Regions from separate parts of the Zea mays genome. Here region 2 is linked to region 1. The links are chromatin contacts, called in public Hi-C maps. All regions are on one chromosome and are shown on one strand. Each heading gives the region's core, a stretch centred on a gene start, on an enhancer-like site or on the middle of the called end of the contact. The rest is flanking DNA. Distances are from core to core; before and after follow the strand shown.

Evidence for each region. A called contact is a pair of places that touch in the nucleus more often than the background predicts.
Region 2: a contact with region 1 is called in a Hi-C map of ear, with 2.1 times the contacts expected there. The contact joins the promoter of LOC541870 here to the promoter of LOC100193607 in region 1. A contact is called at or near these places in 2 of 25 Hi-C or Micro-C datasets (ear and tassel).

The regions. Positions count from the first base shown.
Region 1 is chr1:225,634,639-225,639,269 of Zm-B73-REFERENCE-NAM-5.0, reverse strand. It overlaps LOC100193607, which reads right to left and starts at 2,600. Exons shown (of 7, transcript NM_001138709.1): 1 at 2,435-2,600; 2 at 2,073-2,132. The coding sequence starts at 2,118.
Region 2 is chr1:225,921,310-225,926,040 of Zm-B73-REFERENCE-NAM-5.0, reverse strand. LOC541870 (chloroplast RNA splicing 1) reads left to right here and starts at 1,377. Exons shown (of 9, transcript NM_001111538.2): 1 at 1,377-2,087. The coding sequence starts at 1,383.

The DNA of each region.
Region 1 (4,631 bases), core at 1,351-3,850:
TGATGCTTTGTGCATCATAAACAAAAGAGACTTAATTGAAACAAGTATATTTGCCCTAGGAAGTAAAGATGTCAACAAGCTAGCCCTAGTTTGTACTTTGTACACTGCTATACTACATAGAACATCTAATATCATTACAGGCATATGCTACTTGTGAACTTAACAAATCAACACCAAGATACGAGCAGCATACATGGTGCCAGAGTCAAAGATCAACACCTAATTCCCCAAGGACATGCACAATACTTACGGTCAATATGACCATAGGGGTGGGCCACCTGATAAAGTGAGCTTTATTACCTCCTCCCTGTCACAACTTGTATCACTCAAAAAAGGTTGTTGGCAGGTCACAAGGCATAATATAGTAGAAAACAAAACCTATAGCTCCAATCATCCCTCCCATTTTCTGCAGCTATGGGTGTGTTTGGCTGGTGTATGGGGTTTGCATCATATATCCAGGCTGAGGGAATGCAGACTGAGTGGAACCGTATTTCAGAAAAGGTGTTTGGTGAGGGGGTTGCATGAGCGGATGAAAAAAAACGAAGATGTTGTTTGGTTGCCTGCATGAGGCAGATGCAACCTCTCTAACCTGCAAGACTGACACGTGGGCCCATCACCTTTATACTGTACCCACTCAGCCTGGCTCGACAGTGAAGCTCGATTTTGGTGTATTCCACCAGCCTGTATGCACTCATGCAATTGTATCTGCTCATCCAGGCATGCAGCCAACCAAACAGACTTCAGACTTCTCGCTCAGCTTTATATGGCTCATCCATGCAGAATGAGTGGGGCAGACAAACGAAACACACCCTATGGCGTTCATCTTCCCATCATAGCAAAGGCCACTCTGCTTCCGCTCCCCAGTAGAGGTCCTCTTCATGTTCACATTCCCTTACCAGCGATTTCCCTAAATAGGCACCTCTTCCCTGCTCCCATACTTCATGGCTGACACCCCTCCACCACAATCAGAAATGCTACAAAATAATCGAGCTCTTGGCTGCCAGATTGAGCTACTCTCCAGTTGAGTGAAGGTCCTTGTCACCAGATTGACCTCCCCACCAACCACATCGAGCTTCAAGGAGTCGGATCAGGAGGTGCCACCATTACCTAGGTCAAGTCTCTAGTGTCTCTATCTACACCACAGCCAAATTCAGCGATCTTGTGGTGTCTGGCCCTTCACTGAGCTGTAGCACACCCCTGTGACCTTCATCTTATTTGGCTCCGTGTATAGTCCTGGTAAGGGGGTCAACACAACAGCCAAATGGAACCGGATGGAGACAAGAGAAAGTTCTTTTATTCCTTATTATTGCCACAGAAGGCATGCCTGTTACAGTGGTGAGAGCTGTCTCACTCAGTCACTAGGTCACGAGTTCGAAGCAGCCTCTCCGCATTTGCAGGGGGAGAGAGAGAGAGGTTTTTCCTCAGTTTATCCCTTCTCCATACCCCAACCATGTGGGAGCCTCCGGCAGTGGGTCTGCCCCTTATTTTTGTTGCGCAGTAAACCTACGTTGGACCATAAGGTTTTTTTACCTAAGATGTATTTTCACAATATTTATGGCTGGCAACAGACCTGCATTAATTGCTTATTAAGGTGTACTTTTCAAGTTTTCATTCACAATTGGTTGCCCTAATTAGCTGTATCAAAAAGGTGCATTATATCAAGGTCTCCTAGACTAGGTCCAATGCAAATGCCACAAGGGTTGCAAAATTAAAGTACAAAGTTGATTGTGTTAAGTCAAATTACTTAGAAATTCCACATGGCATTGTCAAAAGGTACAATCAAAACTAATAGTGCAATAGAGGATATAGAGGATAGCAAGAGCAAAAACATAACAAGAAATAGCCTCAGCAAGAACACTGTCACTGAAACATTTGCAAAAATCCACAAGTCAATTTATGTCTTGATCATAAATCAAAATATCCATAATTCTATGTCTGTATCAAAAGCAGTTCCAAACTTAACCATTTGGGATATTTACGCAACATACTACATCAAAAGATAGCTTGGAACGCTATAGTATTTCCTTTCTTAGTTGAAAGGAAGACGAATTGAAAAGAACCAAAAAGCTTACCTCTCCCAAACTTGCCATCAGAACACATCTGGTTAGAGCTTGACATATTGTCCACCTAACCTATATACGTGAGTTGAGCATACAAAGTCACGTTAGCAAGTTGTAAAAGTACAACAACAATCTCAAATCAGTAATTTGCTTCAAAAAAATATCGAATCCGTATTGATGCTTTTAAAAAAAGGACAAATCGGCCGGAATATCTAGTAGAGAGCACAAGTAACCATGTCTCTCAAATTCAATAGCCAGTGGCTGAAATTGGGCATCTTCCACCTGATCTAACCATATCCAACAACTTTACAGAACCCTAGCTGCCCAAATCGAATGCCACCGGAAACGGAGATAAGTTAGGGTTTGGGGCTTACCTTGGAGTGGACTGAAGCAAGAAGGACGTGTGAACGCTGGATTGGTGAGGGATTCGCCGGAGGGGGGTCTATGAAGGGAGTGCTGGTCGTGGACTTGTGGTGCGGGCGACAGCATACGGCGTGCAGCAAGGAGCCGTGAGCCGGGAGCGACTGCGACCAAGTCTCGTTCCCAGCGCGGCCGCGTGTGGCTGTGCGGGGTGTCGTGTGTGGATTGACTGATGTAGCTGAACTGAAGGCCCTAGTGGCAGTGTGCGTTGAATTGAATATCGAGCAGTCTCCCTATCTCATCCGTCGGTTTCACCTCTCAGTTACAAACTTCACCCTTCAATAAATACATCTATAATATAAAACAGTATTTTACACTCTTATTTACATATTATTATTAAAAATAGCCTAAAGCTCACATGTCACATCTTTTATAGAAACCAAAAATAGGTATCACGCCTCTCTAGTCACCAACAACAGTTAAGATAGCGTTACGCCAGAACTCGCGCTCTCTCTTAGAGTTTCAAACATATATACCATTATAAAAAATTAGTATTCTAATATACTAGCTAATTCATGATATCTGGCGCAACCCGCGCTCTCTCTCTCTCTCTTTGAGTTTCTCACATATATATCATTATAAAAATTTAGTATTCTAATATACCATTATAATTCATGATATCTGATGGTTGCTATTATTCAATTAGAGAATTTGGTCCGTGTCAATTACCTATGATAGTGCTTATACTGTACATTTGTATTGTCCTTTTACCCTTCTATAACTATCAAAATGGATTCATCGCCGATCGCGGTCCCTGTTATCTCATCGTCGGTCCTTGTTATTCTCATCGTCGATTCCTTCATCTTCCATGTTCTTCTTCGTGGCCGGTATGCTTCACAGTCGGCTCCTAAAGCGCCCAACGCCATCTCGAGCTCGCAAGTAAAGAAAGCCTAAGCAGGCAAGCGTGCATGGCAAAGGGAGCAACCAAACCCTTCCTGAGCATGCAAGGGTGAACCTTGCAGAGAGGGACAGCTAGCTTCTTTCCCTAAGCGTGTGGGAGAGGTAGCGAGGTAGCTAGGCGGCTAGCCATGTTGGTGTTGTTGTTGTTGTCCAACTTTCTGCTCTACTGTTTCTACCCTTCTGTCGACCACCACTGTGTCGGCACGTACTAGTACATCAGCCACCCGACGAGCGGCAACATCCTGTGCTGCCACGAGGGCCCCTTCGTCGAGCGTAGGACGATGGCTCAGAGCAGTAGACCGCTATCGTTGTAGGTGCGCCAACACCCGACGAGTGTGGCCACCGATGACGCCGGTTGTGGCGGTATCGTGGCGAGTCAATAAGGGTATTTTCATCTTCTCGAACGAGCCTTATACGCACGTAGATAATGGCACGGACCAGATTTTCTTACCGAACAATGGTAACCACCGAATATCACGAATTATAATTACATCTTTAAAATACTGAATTTTCATATTAGCATATATCTGGAAAAAAACTTTTTACATAGTTGCGCCAACAAGCAACTTTATTAGAATAACTTCAACATATACTTTGTTAGCTTGTTCACAGGACTTGTTCGAGAGGAGGGCACCTCCTCTACGGACCATAGCAATTTTTTGCTAGAAACTAACTTATCTATTAAATCATTCAACATGATTTCTCTAAAAATGTGAGTCGACTCCGACTAAAACAACCCTACCAAATGAGATATTAAAGGTGTATTTGGTTGAGTTATAGCTTTTAAAAAACCTATTGTGAGTCATGGATGTGGAAAAGCACATGTAGGTTATTGTAACACCCAAAATTATGATTTTTGAGATTAGTAAAAGAAATCCAAGGAAAATGTCCTAATAAATAGTTATACTATGGGATTTTTTTATTTAAATCAATGTTAGTTAAAATAAAATAGAAACATAAGTTCAGTTATAAGTTTTAAGAAATAAATAATAAAAAGAGTTTTCAATTTGTTAGGATGGACTATTTCCCTTCCGGTACTATTTTTTAGTAACTCTTGATAAAGATTTGCTATTAGGTAAATATCTCCTTTACTAAGTGTATGTCTAGAGGTATTCATTTAAATAAGAAATAAATAAATAAACTCAAAATTCACATTCATGCTGGAAATCTTGATTGTGCCTTAAATTTGAAATATGAAACCCTAAAATGAATATAGTATAGATTATTCCCTACCATATGACTTGAAGCATG
Region 2 (4,731 bases), core at 128-2,627, 290 kb before region 1:
TTACCTAGTCTTAAATGATTACAATTCTAAAATGTCTCATCCTGTCATCTAAAATGTTGATATGATACACTATTAAATGGATATGAAATCACTATAAACTACCTTACAAATCAAAGACCTAGAACGATGGGATCATGTCTCATCACCCTAATTGGCGATGGATGAACTCATTGCCCTCTCCTCATGAGTATACATGCCTAAATGGGTGGGCCGGGTCAACCTGGCCCGATCCCGGCTAGGCCCAACACGGGTTGGGATGGTGCCGGCCCGACCTGAATTAGAAAGCGGGTCGTGCCGTGTCAGCCCACGGACCTCGAGCAAGGCCTAGGTACGACACGTTAAGGTATTAACTGTGCCGGGCCGACCCACACCCGATGGGACTAACGTGCCTGTAATAGTATATGGCGTTTAAATGATAAAATTGTGTTAAAAATCTGTATATATGAAGGTTTAAACCATAGTTATTAGCTATAAACACTTATTTACACCCACATAACCAACAAAACAAGCATGTTTCTTGTATTTTATACTCTATATTCAAGTATATTGTATAAAAATGAAAAAAACGGGTCGTGGTGTGCCTAGCTCGCCGTGCCACGCCTTAGGCACATGCATGGCCCGGTGATTGGGTCGGGCCGACACGAGCCCGCTTCGCTTCGTGTTATGCCGAGTTTGAGCCGGACTAAACCTGTGTCGGGTTTCGGGTCGCCTCGCAAACCCGACCCACTAGACATCTATACTCAGTGTTTAAGGCGACAACATCATTTTTTGCCGGTATTCGAAAGACATCTCACTTTAAGTTTTTTTTCTAGAAAATTTATAAGGATAGAAGATGAAATAAGACATAAAGTATAATATAAGCATCTTAGACTCCCACCGTTCATAAATATATAACACCGTTGACTTTTTAAAAAAAACTTTGACCACTTGTATTATTAATAAAATAAATTATTATTTATTTTATTGTGATTTGTTTTATTATTTAAGGTAGTTTATGCTTGATTTAAAATTTTATATTTTTGAATAAATATTTTGAATAAGACGAGTGGTCAAAGTTTTAAACTCTGACCACTCGTCTTGTTCAAAACAAATGAGTTATTATTTATTATATTGTGATTTATTTTATTATTTAAGGTAGTTTGTGCTTGATTTAAAATTTTATATTTTTGAATAAATATTTTAAATAAGATAAGTGGTCAAAATTTAAAAAAAATCAATAATGCCATATATTAGCTGAACTAAAGATCCAATCCGATGCTTGGGGGTTCTGCCTGACCAGTGACCACCACGGCACCACTCATCCTAGATTCCTAGCCGCACGCGCTGGGCACACGGTCGTTGTGAACGGATGAGTGAGGCGGAGTGAGCAACGGGACCCCCACATGGCGCCACCGCCGCTGCCCCTCTTCTCCCCGTCCCTAAAGGCCCCGCCGCCGCCGCCATGGCTCCACGGGTCCTCTACCCAAAGCCGCGACTCCGCACCCCCGGTGCCTCCACTCCCCGCCGAGGCAACTCCTTCCAAGTTCCGCATCGACAGCCCCAAACCGGCACCGGCAAGGAAAAACACCAAAACAGCAGCCAAGCCCCTCACTGCCGGAGTCCCCGGGGGCCGCACCCACCGAGCGGTCCTCGGCATCATCCGGCGCGTCCGCTCCCTCGAGCTCTCCGATGCTCCGAGTCCGAATTCCGTCCACACCAGCAACAGCGGTGCCGCCGCCGCCGCATTCCACCTTACGATCGAGCTGTCCCCGCCGCGGGAACCAGGCCAATATGTGGTTGAGAAGGAGAAGTCACGGGCTGTTCCGTGGGCGGCTGCTAGGGACGAGGGCCTCAAGGTTGCGCTGCGGCGGGAGAAGAAGCCGCGGGAGCCGACGCGCGCGGAGACCGAGCTGGAGACCCACGAGCTGCATCGCCTGCGGCGGTTGGCGCGTGGGATAGGCAGGTGGGCGCGGGCCAAGAAGGCCGGAGTCACCGACGAGGTAGTCAAGGAGGTGCGAAGGGAATGGGCCAGTGGTGAGGAGCTCGCCGCCGTGCGCATAGTCGAGCCACTCCGCCGGTCCATGGATCGCGCCAGGGAAATTCTTGAGGTGAGTAACACCATGAGGCTATTCTTGCTAGTTTCTAGAGTCCTTAGGATGTCACCGGATCCCTGTTTGACCATTCATTACTTGATAAGTGTGGGTGTTTGTTTCAGATTCTGACCGTATCGGCTTTTGTCGGCAAAAGGCTTCGCTTCTGGCTTCTGTAATGAGGCCACAACTAGGATAGGATTAGGGTTTGCGACTTTAATCAGGACGCAACTTGGCTAGAGAGGATAGACTCGGGCTCGACCTCCTTGACCGAGCTAGAGAACACACCCAACATTCTCCCTTTTTCTTTATTTTCTTGTTTTTTAACTTTCTATGTTTCACCCTTGGACAAATTTACACACCAAGACCAATGCGTTTCAATGATCAATTATGTGCCAATAAACTTATTGACTATAACATGCAGATGCTCCCCTGCCTCAGAATGGAGTAACGTTCTATATGTTTGTTTCTATAGCCGCTTCATTTAGAATCATAGACTTTCCTTTAATCCTATGTCGACTATGTGCTATCCAAACACACTGGGTAGAAGGCCTTTGGTGAGCGAATTTGCTAGCATCTGATGGGTTTTGCTATGCTAAAAAATGGTTTGATCCTGAATTTTCTTCTTAAGAACATCACTTAATGTCAACAAACATGACAACACCACTTGACTTGTTCTAGGAGTAGAATACCGTTGTTGGAGTAGAATACTGCTGGCTCATTATCGCAATACATTCTGGGTGGTCTTTCTATTCTACCAATCACTCTTAATCAGGTATAAATTTCATTACTCACATCGCTTGCCCAGTTGCCTCATATGATGCCACAAACTCAGCGTGCATTCCATAGTTTTTAAGGTGGTAAGGCGACATAAGGCACCCAACCCCCCTTTTTTAGCTTTTAGGCAGTAAAGTGTAACACAAGGTGACGCCTTAATTATATAATAAAATACAAAATTAGTATATTACTTAGACCAAATAGTGTAGAATTTGTTGATAACTTTCTACAAATTTCCACAGCTTTCCTTTGTCCGTCACCTTCCCTATTCCTTATTATGTTAAAATTGAAAAAGAAAAGGAAAAAGAGAGATGGAGAGCGTCCAGCCCATCCAGCCCACTTAAAGCACAACAAAGCCACCAGCCCACCACATCTATACCCTAATCATCCTGTTCTCGTGCTTTCGTGCATAGTCGCAGTGCCGCACATAGCCGCCGCCTAGGAAGACGCGCGCCTGCGCGCCGCAGAGGGAGGGCGCCGCTGTGGAAGGGAGTACCGGCGGGTGGAGTAGGAGGGTCGCACAACTGCGCGACAACAGAAGCGAGATGTCACCGCCCTCGACAGGAAAGCCGCCACCCCACAGTCCGCGCCTCCATCTGAACCCCCTCTCCAACCCTACCCAAGGCCAAGGCGTCCACTATCCAACGCCTTATGGATGCCTTGTGCCCCAAAGGCGACACTCTAGCCTAAGGCGGATGCCTTGCGCTGGCGAGTAAGGCTACTGCGACGCCTTGCCCTGCAACCTCGCCTTACCGCTTTAGCGACTCTTTAGCATCGTTTTAGGGACGCCTTAATAACTATGGTGCATTGTCAGCGATACAACAAATGTGTGTTTACAACTCTTGTAAGAAACAACCCCGCAACAGTGTGAAGATATATCTAGAAGTGGACTTCAACGTACCAACACATCTTGCATAGTTAGCATCTGAATACCTGACTTTCTCAAGCGAACTAGATCTTTTATATGTAAGCATGAGACCTTTTGTGCTTGGTCTAGATCAAAGACACAAGAAATAAGGAGGTGATCAATAGAATCCTTTTTCTAATTGCGAAAAGGCACTTCTCCATATGATCAAGACCTCTTTTTTCTAGCCGATATTTGTTGTCCAAAACCTTAGAGCTACTAGCAACATAAAGTAGCGGAATTGGGGACGTTTCCTTGTTCTGGCCTCAATTGAAGTCAAGATTAGGGTTAGGATTCTCAACCCAACTAATCCAGCCTCTCTGAGTTCGATCGTTCTTCTATATTCTTATGGACTAGAGTCAAGATAGGACCTCAAAACGACTCCAATACCATCGCTAGTTTCTAGAGTCCTTAGGATGTCACTGAGGCCCCACTTGATCGTCCATTTCTTGGTAGGATACATGTTTATCTAGATCTATTAACTCAGAGAGAGGAGAGAGGGGATAGATCGGGGCTGATACCTTTGGGGCTGAGAATCTAGGTAGCACTAGTCATTGTTGTAGGGTATGTTGTGGGATCTGACGTCTAAGTGCCCTCTTGCTCCTCCTAGCGCAGTAGGGATCTGTGTAGGGGCGTCGGTGGTCGGTGCAGTGGGTGCACTTGGGTCAACCGGCGCCATGATCAAGGCAATTCTGGTCACTAGGGATCTAAAGGTGATTGGGGCCTTAGGTAATGTGGCGAGTAGGGTTCGCGAAGGCAGGAAGCGTTGGCTTCCATGCGGTGCCCTGTCCCTTGTTTATGTAGTGCCTGTGACCAGGGGTCACAATCAGAATAAGGGTTTGTGCCCCTGATCAGGACGCAGATTAGTTAGAGAGGATATATTCAGGCTCGGTCTCCTTGATCGAGCCAGAGAACATACCCAACAATTCTCATTCAATGTATTTTGTTCCTTGGATGTTTGATCCCCTGAGAGTTATATTC